2 separate regions of the Mus musculus genome follow, and region 2 is linked to region 1. The links are chromatin contacts, called in public promoter capture Hi-C maps. All regions are on one chromosome and are shown on one strand. Each heading gives the region's core, a stretch centred on a gene start, on an enhancer-like site or on the middle of the called end of the contact. The rest is flanking DNA. Distances are from core to core; before and after follow the strand shown. Region 1 holds the start of Zfp93 (zinc finger protein 93). Region 2 holds the start of Plaur (plasminogen activator, urokinase receptor).

Region 1 (6,563 bases), core at 677-3,176:
ACAGCAGCTAAAATCTTGTACGCCATATTAAATCTAAATCCTCCGGTTGCGAATCCTGACGGATCCGCCATTGAAACCAGGAGACACTAGTAATTACATCTTGTCCTCACACTATCCCTGTCGAAAAAGACCAAACTCTCCTGCTTCCTCTCTTCCTCCGTGCATCCTGGAAGTCGCCCCTACTTGCTCAGTGATTGACTCCTTTATTCATTAGGGGATTGATTCACAAGAAGCCTGAGTGTATGACTCACTCCTTGTCCGCAACCCCTCCCAGGAGAGCAGAATTAGCATCAAAATACAAACAGCACCAGCGCCATCTACAACAGGACACTGGCAGGGAAATCTCAGCATCCATCCAAGTCTACAGAGAAAGGCTGCAGGAAAGGATTTAACCAACGTTGGTGACTGGCAGAACCGTCGTTGACCTACGCGTCCCTTTCTCACAGGAAGCCCCTCTGTATCTGAGGTGCAGAGCTGCATGTGCTCAGGACTCAGCCATTTCCGGTGCAAGTGGAGAGGGGCCCTGTAAGTAAGACTCATTTGAAAATGCTCACCCGTCTCCAACCTGCATTCATATTGATTTGTGTTCCTCAGTATTCCTGAAAGGGGCCTTCAGTCAGCATCTTATATTTATTAGCCTAGTACAGTGAACTGAAATGTGTGCAATTGGAATTATGGGCCCTGACATTCTGTGGGGACAGAGCTTTTGCTGTTGTTTGTTTGTTTATACTGTAACCAATATTTTGAACGTCTTTACTAAACTTGACTTGTGAATGACTTGCTTCTCCTCCTTCCCCTCTAGGTCTAGGTCGGGCTGTCCTTCATGACCCAGGTCCATCTGTGGTTCAGACCTATGCTGCTCCCACGGACTCCCCCAGGCTGTATCTCAGATAAAGAGTTCTTTCTGACAGCTCCAGGGCTCTGAAGGTCAAGGATCAAGCCCCCACTGGAGGATGCTGGGCAGGTTGTGGTTTGAGTGAGAACGCCCCCCACAGGCTCATGTTAAAATGCTTAGTCACCAGGGAGTAGAACTCATTGAAAGGATTTGAAAGACAGGAGGTATGGCCTTGATGGTGAAAGTATATCACTGGGCATGGCTAGAGATTTTAAGAGCACATGTGTCTCTTTGTCTCTCCAGTATGGATGAGGATTTAACTCTCCCTCCCATGCCCGCTGCTGCCATGCTCTTGCCATGATAATGCACTAAACCCCTAAAAGTGTACGCAAGCCTCTAATTAAATGTTTCCTTTTATAAGCGTTGCCTTGGTCATGATGTCCCTTCACAGCAACAGAAGAGTGGCCCAGATAGCCCATGTTCTACCACCAGGTCACTCCCACAGCCCCTCACTAGGGGATTCTGGGCAGTGCTCTACAACTGAGCCGGTCCCCCACCCCTCATAGGGGGTTTCTATGCAGAAACTCTGACTCTGCTGCCTAATTAGGCAACTGCAGCTGTGCAGTTTCCCTGTTAGCTTTTATAATGTAATACAGTATGGGATCTCAATTTTAAAAAAAAATGTATCCACAGCAAGATCTGCTGGCCCTCTCCTTTAATCACAGCACTTGGGAGGCAGAGGCAGACAGATCTGTCAGTTCGAGGCCAGCCTGGACTACTGGGGGAGTTCCAGGACAGCCAGGGCTACACAGAGAAACCCTGCCTCGGAAAAACAAAACAACAACAAAAACAAAGAAGTATCCACAGTTGACTTTCATGGAATTTCAGAAATGAATAAACCGAAAAGCAACACAGAAGAGCGACCTACCAAAAGGAATCCCCTTAGTTAAAAAGGTTCACCGAAGCTTTGCCATTCCGGGGAATATAGTCCCCAGAGAGTGCAGCCACTGAGGAATTCTGGGAATTGTAGTTCCAACGCCAGTAGTGGTCAAGGTCGTTTCCGCTCCCGGGAGGGGAGGATGTTTGTGAGTGCTTCCTGTGAGGTGAAAACCTGGGCCATCGCTCTGCATTTCCTTTGCGCCTGTGCTCCTGATGTATCCCCTCAGTGACCGCATCTGCGGCCCAGGAACAAGCCCGGCATCCAGGTCCTCTCTCGCTGGGCTCTGCCTGAGGCGGGGCTGCCCTACACTGACACACCTCAGCCCCTTGCAGAGCCCCAGGAGAGGCTAGCTTCCCAGGGGAGCCTGGCAGGGGAGCTATGATGAGAGATGGCCCATGTCCTGAATCCTTAAGTGGTATGCAACTTTACTTTTTATGTGATTCCACCCCTATTTATTTATTTATTTATTTATTTAAATAAACAATATTTTTATTTTGTTAAAGTTATTAAATAAATGTATTTAATAATTAGAAGAAAGAGAGAGAGAGAGAGAGAGAAAGAAAGAAAGAAAGAAAGAAAGAAAGAAAGAAAGAAAGAAAGAAAGAAAGAAAGAAAAGAAGTCAAAAGACAACTTGTGGGAGTCAACTTAATGGTACCCAGAGACTCAAACTCAGCAGGTTAGACTCAGTGGCAGTTTCCTTTACCCGCTGAGCCATCTTGTAGGCTCAAACTCCCCATTCCTTGGAGAGGGTTTAGCGTTTTTTGTTATTGTTTTGTTTTGTTTTTTAATTGGTCATTATTTTCATGCCTGTGGGAAAAGAGACTTTGGACTTTGTGGCGGCTCTTGTAAATGAACAATGTTTACTAGTAATTAAGTCTTTTAGAGGGAGATACAAAAGAGGACTCTATCATTTCCATGTATGGAAACAATAATATGTAAGATAGCTGTCACAATTGATAGATCTTTCTGAGAGTGGTAGTCAGTCATGACACAGCACGCATCATAGAGTTCAGAGCTTAGTGAAGATTTGTTTTTCTGGAAAACCCATCACTACAGGCAGCCTTGTGAAGGTAAGAGTGCCCAGCACCCCCCACCCCACCCCCCACATGCACACACACAAGCTGCCAGAAATAGAAAATGTGGCCTTTTCTAACCCGCTGCGGTGAGCGAGGTGAGGCATGGGTGGCCCCTTAACTTTAACCCAGAGTCTTACACTACCAATTAGTGGGAAGTAGGCAGAAAAGCCTGGTCAGCGCGCACAGCCCTTGGGGCTGATGGAGAAGCTGAGGAAGCCATGTGGACCAACTGTCCTAGCAGTGTTCTCACGAAGCCCCTCTTCCCCCAGCTTGCTTCCCAGAGCCCTGCCTTGTCTCAAAGAGAAGAGAACAATGACCAAGTTACAGGTAAGTCGGGTTGCTTCCCCCATCCCCACAGTGCTAGGGATTGGAAACAGGACCCCTGCATGCTGGGCAAGTGCTCTGCAGCCACCGTAGCCTATTTGACAAGGTCCAGGCCACGGAAGGACCCTGTTCCCAAAACAAACAAAAACCCTAGACAGCACCTGAGGAAGGACACCAGAGGTTGGGCTGTAGCCTGTACATGCATGTGTACCCTTGTGTACATATGTACACTCACATGCATGCACACATGTGTACACACATGCACACAGAAAACTGGTCACTCTCATTTCCTGCATTGGACTTCCTGAGCATTCATATCCTGAACAACCAGGGAGCGTCTGGCTTCCGCACAGCTTCTGTGGTTGACCCAACTCAGATGATGGAGGAATGAAGAAAGGACAGACACACAGACACATGTACAGACAAGCTGGGATCGAATGAGCTGTGTGCTCTGATGGAGACTCCCCAGCAGCCCTGAAACTCAGCGCATTTATTAGACACCGCTGAGCACCCAGGAGCCATGATTCAGGAAACTGCAGCATGAATACAAATGCACGGGTATTTTACATGGAGTTCAGCCAAGCTCCCCAGCTACACAGTACCCTCAGCTCCAGGGACTACACGCTTGTTTTGTTAACAACAGTGGTGATTTTCACACGTAATTTGTAGTCACCAGGTATCCCTGATTCTCTGTATTCTGTCCTAAAATGTACACTTTTGAAAAATCTTCAGTATTTTTTAAAAAATCTTCAGTACTTTGGAAAATGATTAAAAATGGCAGTTTGTCTGAAACTTTCACTTACTTAATTAGATTTTTGTTTTAAATTTACTGTTTGTAAATGGACAGTACATTATAGTCAATATATGTTATATAAACTACATATATATAATATATATTTACATGGCTGAACACCATGTCATATATATAATATACACACATATATATATTTGTGTGTGTGTGTGTGTGTGTGTGTGTGTGTGTGTGTGTGTGTGTGTGTAATGCAACCTTTATGGAACACTGTGTGGCCATGAGTGTCAACATGCAGACAATGATGATAGTGTTGTTGGACATATATTGGCTGCTTAATGCATATGTGCATATCATACAGTGTTCTGGGTCCTTTCTGTGGTCTCATTTTATCCCTTCAGGGGCATTGGGAGAGGAAGGAATGTCAGTTGAGCAAATGCTTTTATAAGATCCAGCTAAGGCATTTTCTTAATTAGTCATCAATGTTGGAGGGCCCAACCCACTGTAGTTGGTGCCATCCCCAGGCTGATGGTCCTGGATTCTATAAGAAAGCAGGTTGAGCAAGCCAGTAAGCACCACCCCTCTATGGCATGTGCATTAGTTTCTGCCTCCAGGATCCAGCACTGCCTGAGTTCCCATCCTGACTTCCTGCAATAGTGAACAGGAATATGGAAGTGTAAGCCTAGCAAACTTCCCTGCCCAACTTGCCTTTTGGTCATGGTGTTTTGTCCCAGCAATAGAAGCCCTAAGACAACAGGCTCTGTGTAAGCAGTTGCTCAGGTCCTAGTGGCATTGGGAATGAATCTGAGGTGGCATGTGCTTGCCGTCACAGGAGATGGTGACCTTCAGGGATGTGGCTGTTGTCTTCAGCGAGGAGGAGCTGGGGCTGCTGGACGCTGCTCAGAGGAAGCTGTACCACGATGTGATGCTGGAGAACTTCAGGAACCTCCTGGCAGTGGGTGAGGACGGGGCCCTGTGTCCTTGGTGATGTCAGAGTTCACACCCGTGTGTCTGTTGCACGCCACTGCTTCCCTTTTAGGTTACTTATTTTGTATTTTATGTACACGTGAGTGTTTTGTCTGCGTGTGTGTCTGTGCCACATTCACTCATGATGCCCACAGAGGCCAGAAGAGGGCATTAAATCCCCTGGACCTGGACTTACAGATGGTTGTGAGCCAGCATGTGGGTGCTGCACACACACCCTGGGTCCTCTGGAAGGGCAGCCAGTGCTCTGTATGGCTGAGCCACATCTCTAGCCTCTACTTTATTTTTTGTTTTGTGGCAAGGTCTTGCTATATAGCCTAGGCTTGCCCAGAAATTTGATTCTCCTATCTAAGTTTCCTAAGCACTAGGGTAGCAGCTTTGTCGACTGTGTCTGACAAACTGCGTGCTCCTGGGGCCTTGCACTCCAACCCTGCTCATCTCTATTTCTTTTCCTGCTTCGATATGTGTGTCTCAGGTGTTGTCCTTTGCATCTCTCTGGCCACACAGTGCTCTTCCCTGGTGGAATTCCTGTCTCTGTCTCTCTGCCTCTCCCTCTCTATCTCTGTGTGTATGTGTGTTTTTGTCTGTCTGTCTCTCTCTGTCTCTCCGTATATATGTGTGTTTGTGTCTGTATGTATGTTTATGTCTGTCTGTCTCTCTGTCTTTGTCTGTCTGTGTCTGTCTCCCTCTCCCTGTCTCTCTTTATGTATATAGGTTTGTGTCTATCTGTCTGTCTCTGTCTGTCTCTCCCTCTCTCTGTCTCACTGTATATATGTGTGTTTGTGTCTGTCTGTCTCTCTGTCTTTGTCTGTCTCTCTCTCTCTCTTCCTCTGTCTTTCTGTGTATGAGTGTTTGTCTCTGTCTCTCTCTCTCTCTCACTCTCACTCTCTCTCTCTCTCTCTCTTCCCCACCCTTCCTCCCTCTCTGCATTTGTCTGCTGGGGAGCCCTCACAGACCCTGCTTTTCATGTGTCTCACCCTCACTCTCTCCATTCTGCACCTGCCTCCGCTGGTGTCTGAGCACCACCACACTTGTTACCACAGAGTTAGTGCTTCCTTCCCATTATCCTTCTGCACAGCTACACATAGGCTCTTCGAGTCAGGTGCTCAGCACGGGCTAAGGTAGCCTTGAGCCTTCACTCCCAGGCTCACCCCAAATTTCCCGCCATGGCCAAGTGTTGATTGTTCTTGGTTTTAGCTCTTTGTTCCTTAGAGCTTTCAGACATTCACCTTTGACACTGATCTCTAGTTAATATTTCCAGAAAGAAATGAGGACTGGCCAACTTTGATGTCCTCATCCTTGCTGATATCATCTTCTGTTCTCTATTCTTTCAGGATGCCAGAGTCCAAATAAGATGGCGCCTCTTGACACAACAGGAATAAGGTGCCTTCCATTGGGGCAGCTTCCATGTTGGCAAATGACCAGCCATGATGTCAACAAACTAGCCAGAGCTCCAGAAGATGGAATAAACACTCCAGGAAAGGGTCCTCACCTCCTGGAGCAGTGCCACTCCTCCTGCCACTGGGGAGCAGAGCAGCCTTCTCAGGCCCCCGAGGATGACGGCTGTCTGGAGAATCTCCCAAGCAATCATTCCAGCAGTAGTGACAATCAGGAATTTCTCTCTGGGAGGGCTCAGAGTTCTTGGAGTAAGGCAC
Region 2 (6,886 bases), core at 3,911-6,410, 190 kb after region 1:
CCTGGATTCCATGCCCAGCTCTGCATAAGGCTGGTGTCTTCCCACTGTGAGGTACAGGGCACCCAGCCTGTGAGCTGACAGAGGTAGGGTGTTAAGGGCCCAAGTCTAAGGGGTAGGTGGTTTTTCCTGAGAGAGGAGGCAGAAGTCTGGGTCAGCCATCTTGTCCTACAGACAGTGAGCCCTTGGTTCTGGGTTGGTGGGAAGAAGAAAGAGAGAGAGGAAGGCGCCACCTCCAAGAGAGAACGACCAGCTGTAGGGTCCAATGACCAGCTGCAGGGACTGTAAAGAGGTGTCACCCTCAGAGGTTACCGGGCTGGTCAAGAGGCCAGTGAGGAAAACAGTGGAGGAGACTCTCCCGTCCTGAACTGGAAACGGGTGGGACTTCATTATGTAGTCCAGACCGATCTCAAGCTCCTGATCCTCCTGCCTCAGACTCCTCAGTGCTGGATTTCGGTTTAGACCACAGTTGCTGGGCACAGAGTTCTTTGTGGTAGCACACAGAGAGTCACACAAACCACAGGAAGCCGCTCAACTTTGAGAGGCACACACATCCTGCGTAGAAAGAGAGAGTACTTACGAACATAGCTTGCCTCAGTGTCATGGAAAGACTGGAGCAGGGCAGAGTGTGGAGAACACTGTGTGCAAGAAAGCAGGGGCCTGTGGGAACACACACACATACACACACACACACAAGAAAGAGAGACAGACAGATAGACAAATAATACTGCCTGTCTGTTGGCACCCCAGAAGTGAGAAGAGAGCACTGGCTTCCCTGGAGCTAGCATTTCAGATGGCTGTGCCCTCCCCCAGCCTTGAGTGGGCTGATTTAGACCTTGTTTAAGCCACAGCCGGCTGGCCCACCTAGGGTGGAGTCTTCCGACTTAGGTGAAGTTTATTGCCCTGCCACAAGAAGTCACTACCTGCTGAGGGGCTGAACCTGTTTTCCTGGCCGATCCGATCCGTAGCAAGGAGAGCCTGGCGTGGTGGGGGATGGGCTTCCCCCCCCCCCCCTTTTAAAGTTCAGACTCAAGAAGTAAACTTTGAGCCTTGATCAGAAACTTGTGTTGGTCTCGTTCTTTCTCTCTCCCATCCAGCCCCAGCTTTTCTCTCAGGAACCCAGTTCATGTAGCTGCGGGCAGCTACAGGTGGCTATGAGTTACCCCACGTGAGTACTGAGAACTCTGGAAGAGAAGCAAGCCCTCCTATCCTCTGAGGTATCTGTCCAGCCCCTAGCTAGAATCTTTAAAAAAAAAAAAAAATTAAGGGGTTATTTATTTAATAAGTGTAAGTGTTTTGTACCTGTATGTGCACTAGCTATGTGTCTGGTGTCCAGTGAGGCCTCGGGTCCTCTCGGACCACACCCAGTGCTAATTTTTAAAGAGGTGGGAAGTTGGAGAGATGGCTCGGCAGCTACAGTTGCTCTTACAGATGATCCAGGTATGGTTCGTGTGTGGAACTCCCTGGTTCTAGGGACCCCACTGCCTTCTGTGGCCTCGGCTCTCCCCCCCCCCCCCCGCCCCTCAAACCCAGGACCCAGGGTATCCTAGGCAACGTTTGGCTTCGGACCCTGGGACAAGAGACTGAGGTACGAATTTTACACACCAAAGCAGACCTGGCCTCCAGGTTCTCCGGCATCCCTCAGTCCCTACCTGGCATACCCTGAACTTTCTCGTACACCGGCTGGGCTGCCCTTCCCCCAGGGATTCTTCCTTATATAATCCAGACATTTGGTCTTTCTCTTCACACACACACCCCTTCTCTTCTCTCTTTGTCTCTCTTCCTCTTCCCCCTCCCCATGGCGACTCCCCTGGCTTCAGTCCTTGGGTCCAGTGAACTCGTCCGAGAGCAGCTTCCCAATAAACTTGAATTTAATCTAATCTGGTTTGATTTGGCCCATTTCACGTGCAAGTGCTCTACAACTGAGCGGCACCCCAGCCCGCTCAGACTCTTCTCTCATCTATTGTTTCTCCTTCCCAGGTCATCTCTCCCTCTAACCCTTGGCTCCCTTCACTCCTGACTCTGCTCTCTCTCTCCCTCTCTCTCTCCCTCTCCCTCTTCCTCCCTCTCCCTCTCTCTCTCTCTCCCCTCCCTCTCCCTTCCCCTGTCTCTTTCCTCCTCCCTCTCTTCCTCTCCATCTCCTCTGCCCCCCACTCTCACCTTTATCCCTATATAGTCTTTTTTCCTTCCTCAGGCTGGGGAAGCCCCCACGCGCTGGACCTCGCCCACAACCCAGCAGCAGGGTGAGGCCAGGTGAGTCACCAGAAGGAAGGAGTGGACATTCCTGCAATTTTTCTACACAGGGGATCAGTGACTTGGCACTTTTCTCTCCCTTCCTTCTACTCCTGACTGGAACCTCCCAGAAGTCAGAGTGGTACAAACCCACAGGGAAGGAAGAAGATATGGACAGACAAACAGACAACTGAGGAGGGGACGCAGAAAGAGAGATAGTTATGCAGAGGCAGATAGAGGTGGCATATGCCAGTAATGCCAGCACGCCTAATGCCCCTGTCTCAGCTTCCAGAACTCTGGTGGACAGGTATGGTGGCAACTGGATCCCAAGCTCTGTATGCTAGGCAAACACTGCCCCAACCCAGCCCCAACCAATGTTCAGTCTTCCAAGTAAAGAAACAGAGAACTGTGTTGGCTTATGGTGACACAACCAGGGAGTGGCCCATCCTGGCCACCATCAGCATGACAAACACTGACCTCAGACTCCCAGGCTGGGGCCAGCTTCCCTGTCACATAGCAAGAGCTCTGGCAGGAGGGTAGGGGGAAGGGTTGGGAGAGAGGTTGGGCCAGCTGCCATAAAGCACACCTCTCCCCAGAGGATGAGTGCATTCTGGAGCCAAACGTGAGTGACCATGGCCAGGGGACACAGATTCGTGATCCCCTAAGCACCCACGGTTACATGAACTTCTCAGAGCGACAGCATGAAGTAGGCTGAATCTCACAGCAACTTTCAAAGCTGAGGCTTAGAACAAACTGGGAAAATTCTACTATAGACCTCAGATGCTCTCTGATGATGTTCGTAGCCTTTAGATTGGTAGAAGCTGGGGATGTGTTTGCACACCCCCAAACTATCCAGCAGCTGCCCGAATGTTAGAGCCAACACCGAGAAAAGCAATACATACCTATTTTAAAAAAACATAGGTAGCCTACCATAAATTTGGCTCTGGACCTGTAACATTCCAACTCTACGCTTAGTCAATCAACTTTGTAGAATGTTTTTAAATTTATTTATTATTATATGTAAGTACACTGTAGCTGTCCTCAGACACCCCAGAAGAGGGCATCAGATTGGTATAAGCCACCATGTGGTTGCTGGGATTTGAACTCAGGACCTTTGGAAGAGCAGTCAGTGCTCTTAAATGCTGAGCCATCTCTCCAGCCCCCAGCAAAAGCTTTTCAATTGACAGATTCTAGAGTTAGGAATGAATATGTTCAAGACAACCACCTTCTTATTGAGCATATACTACGCCTGAGGCCCTAAAGCAATCACAGTTTGTTTTCCTCCTCCATATGAAACAGGATCTCTCTCACTTCTCTCAGGGCTCCTCTCAGACCTTTGCTGTCTCAACCTTCCAGATGAGCTTGCAGCACAGAGAGGCTAAGAAAGACACCTGCTAATGATCAGTAAGTCACACAGCCCTCACAGTCTGGGGCCAGCCCCCTACTCTCTCAGTTAGGACCTCTTAGAGGAAAACTTTATTTGGGCATTTTTATTTTTATTTTTCACCTTTTACCTTATCTTGACATTAAATCAAGCCAAGCTGGGTGTGTGGCTCAGTGGTGGAGCCCCTGCCTAGCCTCCCCCAGTGAGGGGTTGGGGTGTGGCTCAGTGGTAGAGCCTCTGCCTAGCCTCCCCCAGTGAGGGGCTGGAGGCGTGGCTCAGTGGTAGAGCCCCTGCCTAGAATCCCCCAATGAGGGGCTGGGGGCATGGCTCAGTGGTAGAGCCCCTGCCTAGAATCCCCCAGTGAGGGGCTGGGGGCGTGGCTCAGTGGTAGAGCCCCTGCCTAGAATCCCCCAGGGAGGGGCTGGGGGCGTGGCACAGTGGTAGAGCCTCTGCCTAGCCTCCCCCAGTGAGGGGCTGGGGGCGTGGCTCAGTGGTAGACTCCTTGTCAATCCTGCAGGAGACCTTGGGTTCCGTGTTTCCCAGCTCAGGCTTCAGTGACTCGGTACTCACAGCAGTGACATCACTACTGTACGGGTGCTACTCATTGCTCTCTGCTCTCTCTGGTTCCCACTCATCAGCCACACTGAGCCGCTCTGAGTGATTCTTTGCCCTCAGGGCTTTTGCGATGACTCTTTCCTCTCCCTCAAAGGCTTTCTGTAGGAATCCACTAGACTTCTTGCACACCTTTCCTGGCTGCCCTCCGCATCACCCTCCCAAAGCAATTAAGCCATTTACCTCTCTCCCTACAGTTTGTTCCTCTTTCAACTTGTTTTTCCCCTGGTTTCCGACTGATGGGAGAGATTAGATAACTAATGTATCCTCCCCATCGTAATGGCAGAGGGTGGCGTCCTTGTGTTTCCTGCTGTGTTCCAGTTCCTGGAACAGTGCCCAGTACCCAGGAGGTCCTTGGTCAGGAGCTGAAGGAATTTTGCCCTCTAGTTTGGCAAGTTAGTGTTCCACATGATTTCCCTACATGGAATTGTACCGCCTCGGCCAAGGATGGTAGCGTGCCCATGATCCAGACTCGGGGGAGACTGAGGCAGGAGGTTCCTGAGTTCAAGGCTGGTCTTCATAGCAAGACTCTCTCTGGAGAAACTCAAATAAAACAAACTTTGAAAACATAAACTCTGATTGGTAAGAAATAGCCAAGGCTAGAGAGGATTCTAACCCTTGCTATTTGGTTGTCTTCCTTTCTCCATCATAGTCTCTCTCTCTCTCTCTCTCTCTCTCTCTCTCCCTCATCCCTCCTTCTCCCTCCCTCTCTCCCTCCGTTCCTCCCTCCCTCTTTCCCTCCCTCCTTTTTTGAGACTGCATCTTACTATGTATGGAAGGGGCAGAGTTTCTTGAACTATGGAAGAGGAAGGGCTGGGGGGGGGGGGCGGGGGCGGGGCGGGGGGAGGCGAGGCAACCCCTGGAGCTGACTCACTCTTTAGCAAACAGTGGGAGGAGCCCTAGGGTCACAAAACTGTCTTCTTCCCCTCGGTCAGTCTAGAGCAGAGGTGAAGGAAGAACCCATGGGACTCCCAAGGCGGCTGCTGCTGCTGCTGTTGCTGGCGACTACCTGTGTCCCAGGTAAGAGCTGCGTGGTGGCACCGGGCGTGAGCTAGAGGAGGATGGCCCAGCGCTCCACCCTTCTATCCAGCTATTCTCCGGGTGTGTTCTCAGGCTCCACGTGGCACAGTCAGACTCCCGCAGGCATTCATTTAGTAAACGCTGATCCCTGGTGCACAGTGCCTGGCACACTGGAGGACGCGGAGGAACAGAGAGGTTAAGAAGCTGGTCCAAAGCCTCACAGCTAGGGGTTGAATGATAACTGGACATGTGACCTCACAGCCACTCCCCACAGTGTTTTGGTCTGTGTGGGGATCCCACTTTGGGACAAGACAGGGGCTCAGGGGTCTACATCTCAAAGGTCCACAGAGTTCAGCGGGAGCCCAGGGCCTGTCCCTCGAATACACTTGTCTTTTACTATGTTATGTCCTCAGCCTTCTTCCTCCAGGAAATGCGGGGGAAATGGTGTTGAGAAAGTAGAGGGAAATGGGGAAGGAATTGAGTCAGGGTTTGGCACGGTGAATAACTCGGAAAGCCCTCTCTAGTCCGCGGGAGACCGGAGATGATTAATGGGGTGGGAAAAGATCTCTGGCGGGGCCTGGGTGGTCTGGGAGCTAGAGGGGGGAGGGGTGGGGGTGCAAAGGGGAGGGGCTCTTGTTGAAGAAAGGATATCTGGCACAAAGGGACCGGCTCTAAATTGCAGACCGGATCTCGGGGCTCAGACAGGACAGTTCTTACTGTGAAATCCAACCCCGGGAGGAGGGGACCCTGGAGTGGGGCTGCCACCTGGGGTCAAAACTGGCTGTGTGGTTCAGGACAGTTACTTAGCCTTTCTGTTCCTGGAACTTGTCTGGGAAATGGGGGCCAGACTAAGGCTAGGCTGGTGCAAAAGTTCTGATTAGAAACTGGGCAGTCGGGGGCTGGAGAGATGGCTCAGTGGTTAAGAGCACGGACTGCTTTTCCGAAGGTCCTTAGTTCAAATCCCAGCAACCACATGGTGGGTCACAACCATCTATAATGAGATCTGACGCCCTCTTCTGGTGCATCTGAAGACAGCTACAGTGTACTTACACATAATAATAAATAAATCTTTAAAAAAAAAACGAAAAAAAAAACTGGGCAGTCTGAGGCGGGGGGCTATAACATTGGCGAGACGTGGCCTAGGTGAAGACCTGCAGGAGGGACTTCGGTCCTGGGGTGGGACAAACGTTTGGGGGCTGAGGTGGGTCTTTGAAAGTGGTTCTCAACCTTCCGAATGCTATGATCCTTTAATACAACTCCTCACAGTTTGGTGACCTCCGACCATAAAATTATTTTTGTTGCTACTTCATAACTGTAATTTTGCAACTGTTAGAAATCTTCATGTAAATATCTGATGGGCAGAATATCGGATATATGACCCCTCCTGAGGGTGAGAACAGCTGGGCTGTGTGCTGTTAAGCCCCGGCAGGGCTAGTCTACCAAGAACAGAGTAGAGTGTGATGGGAAAATAGCCTTAATTCCAAGGCAGGTGGATTTCTGACTTTAAGGCCAGCCTGGTTTACATAAATAGTGACCAGCCATAAATAGTGAAAACATTTCAGAAATATTTAATAAAATAATATAAAGGTAGGAAGAGAATTTAGGGAAGGAGCCAGAGTATGGGAACTAGCGTCTAGAAGG

Evidence for each region. Promoter capture Hi-C pulls out the DNA fragments that hold promoters and counts their contacts.
Region 2: a contact with region 1 is called in a promoter capture Hi-C map of liver, with 2.9 times the contacts expected there. The contact joins the promoter of Plaur here to the promoter of Zfp93 in region 1. A contact is called at or near these places in 4 of 39 promoter capture datasets (liver, pre-B cells and stem cell-derived epiblast-like cells), 1 of 115 datasets of contacts at active chromatin or transcription factors (embryonic stem cells) and 1 of 9 other capture datasets (liver).

Annotation. Positions count from the first base shown.
Region 1 is chr7:24,268,492-24,275,054 of GRCm38.p6, forward strand. It overlaps Zfp93 (zinc finger protein 93), which reads left to right and starts at 1,927. Exons shown (of 4, transcript NM_009567.4): 1 at 1,927-2,190; 2 at 3,122-3,179; 3 at 4,757-4,883; 4 at 6,243-6,563. The coding sequence starts at 3,165.
Region 2 is chr7:24,457,323-24,464,208 of GRCm38.p6, forward strand. Plaur (plasminogen activator, urokinase receptor) reads left to right here and starts at 5,161. Exons shown (of 7, transcript NM_011113.4): 1 at 5,161-5,245. The coding sequence starts at 5,188.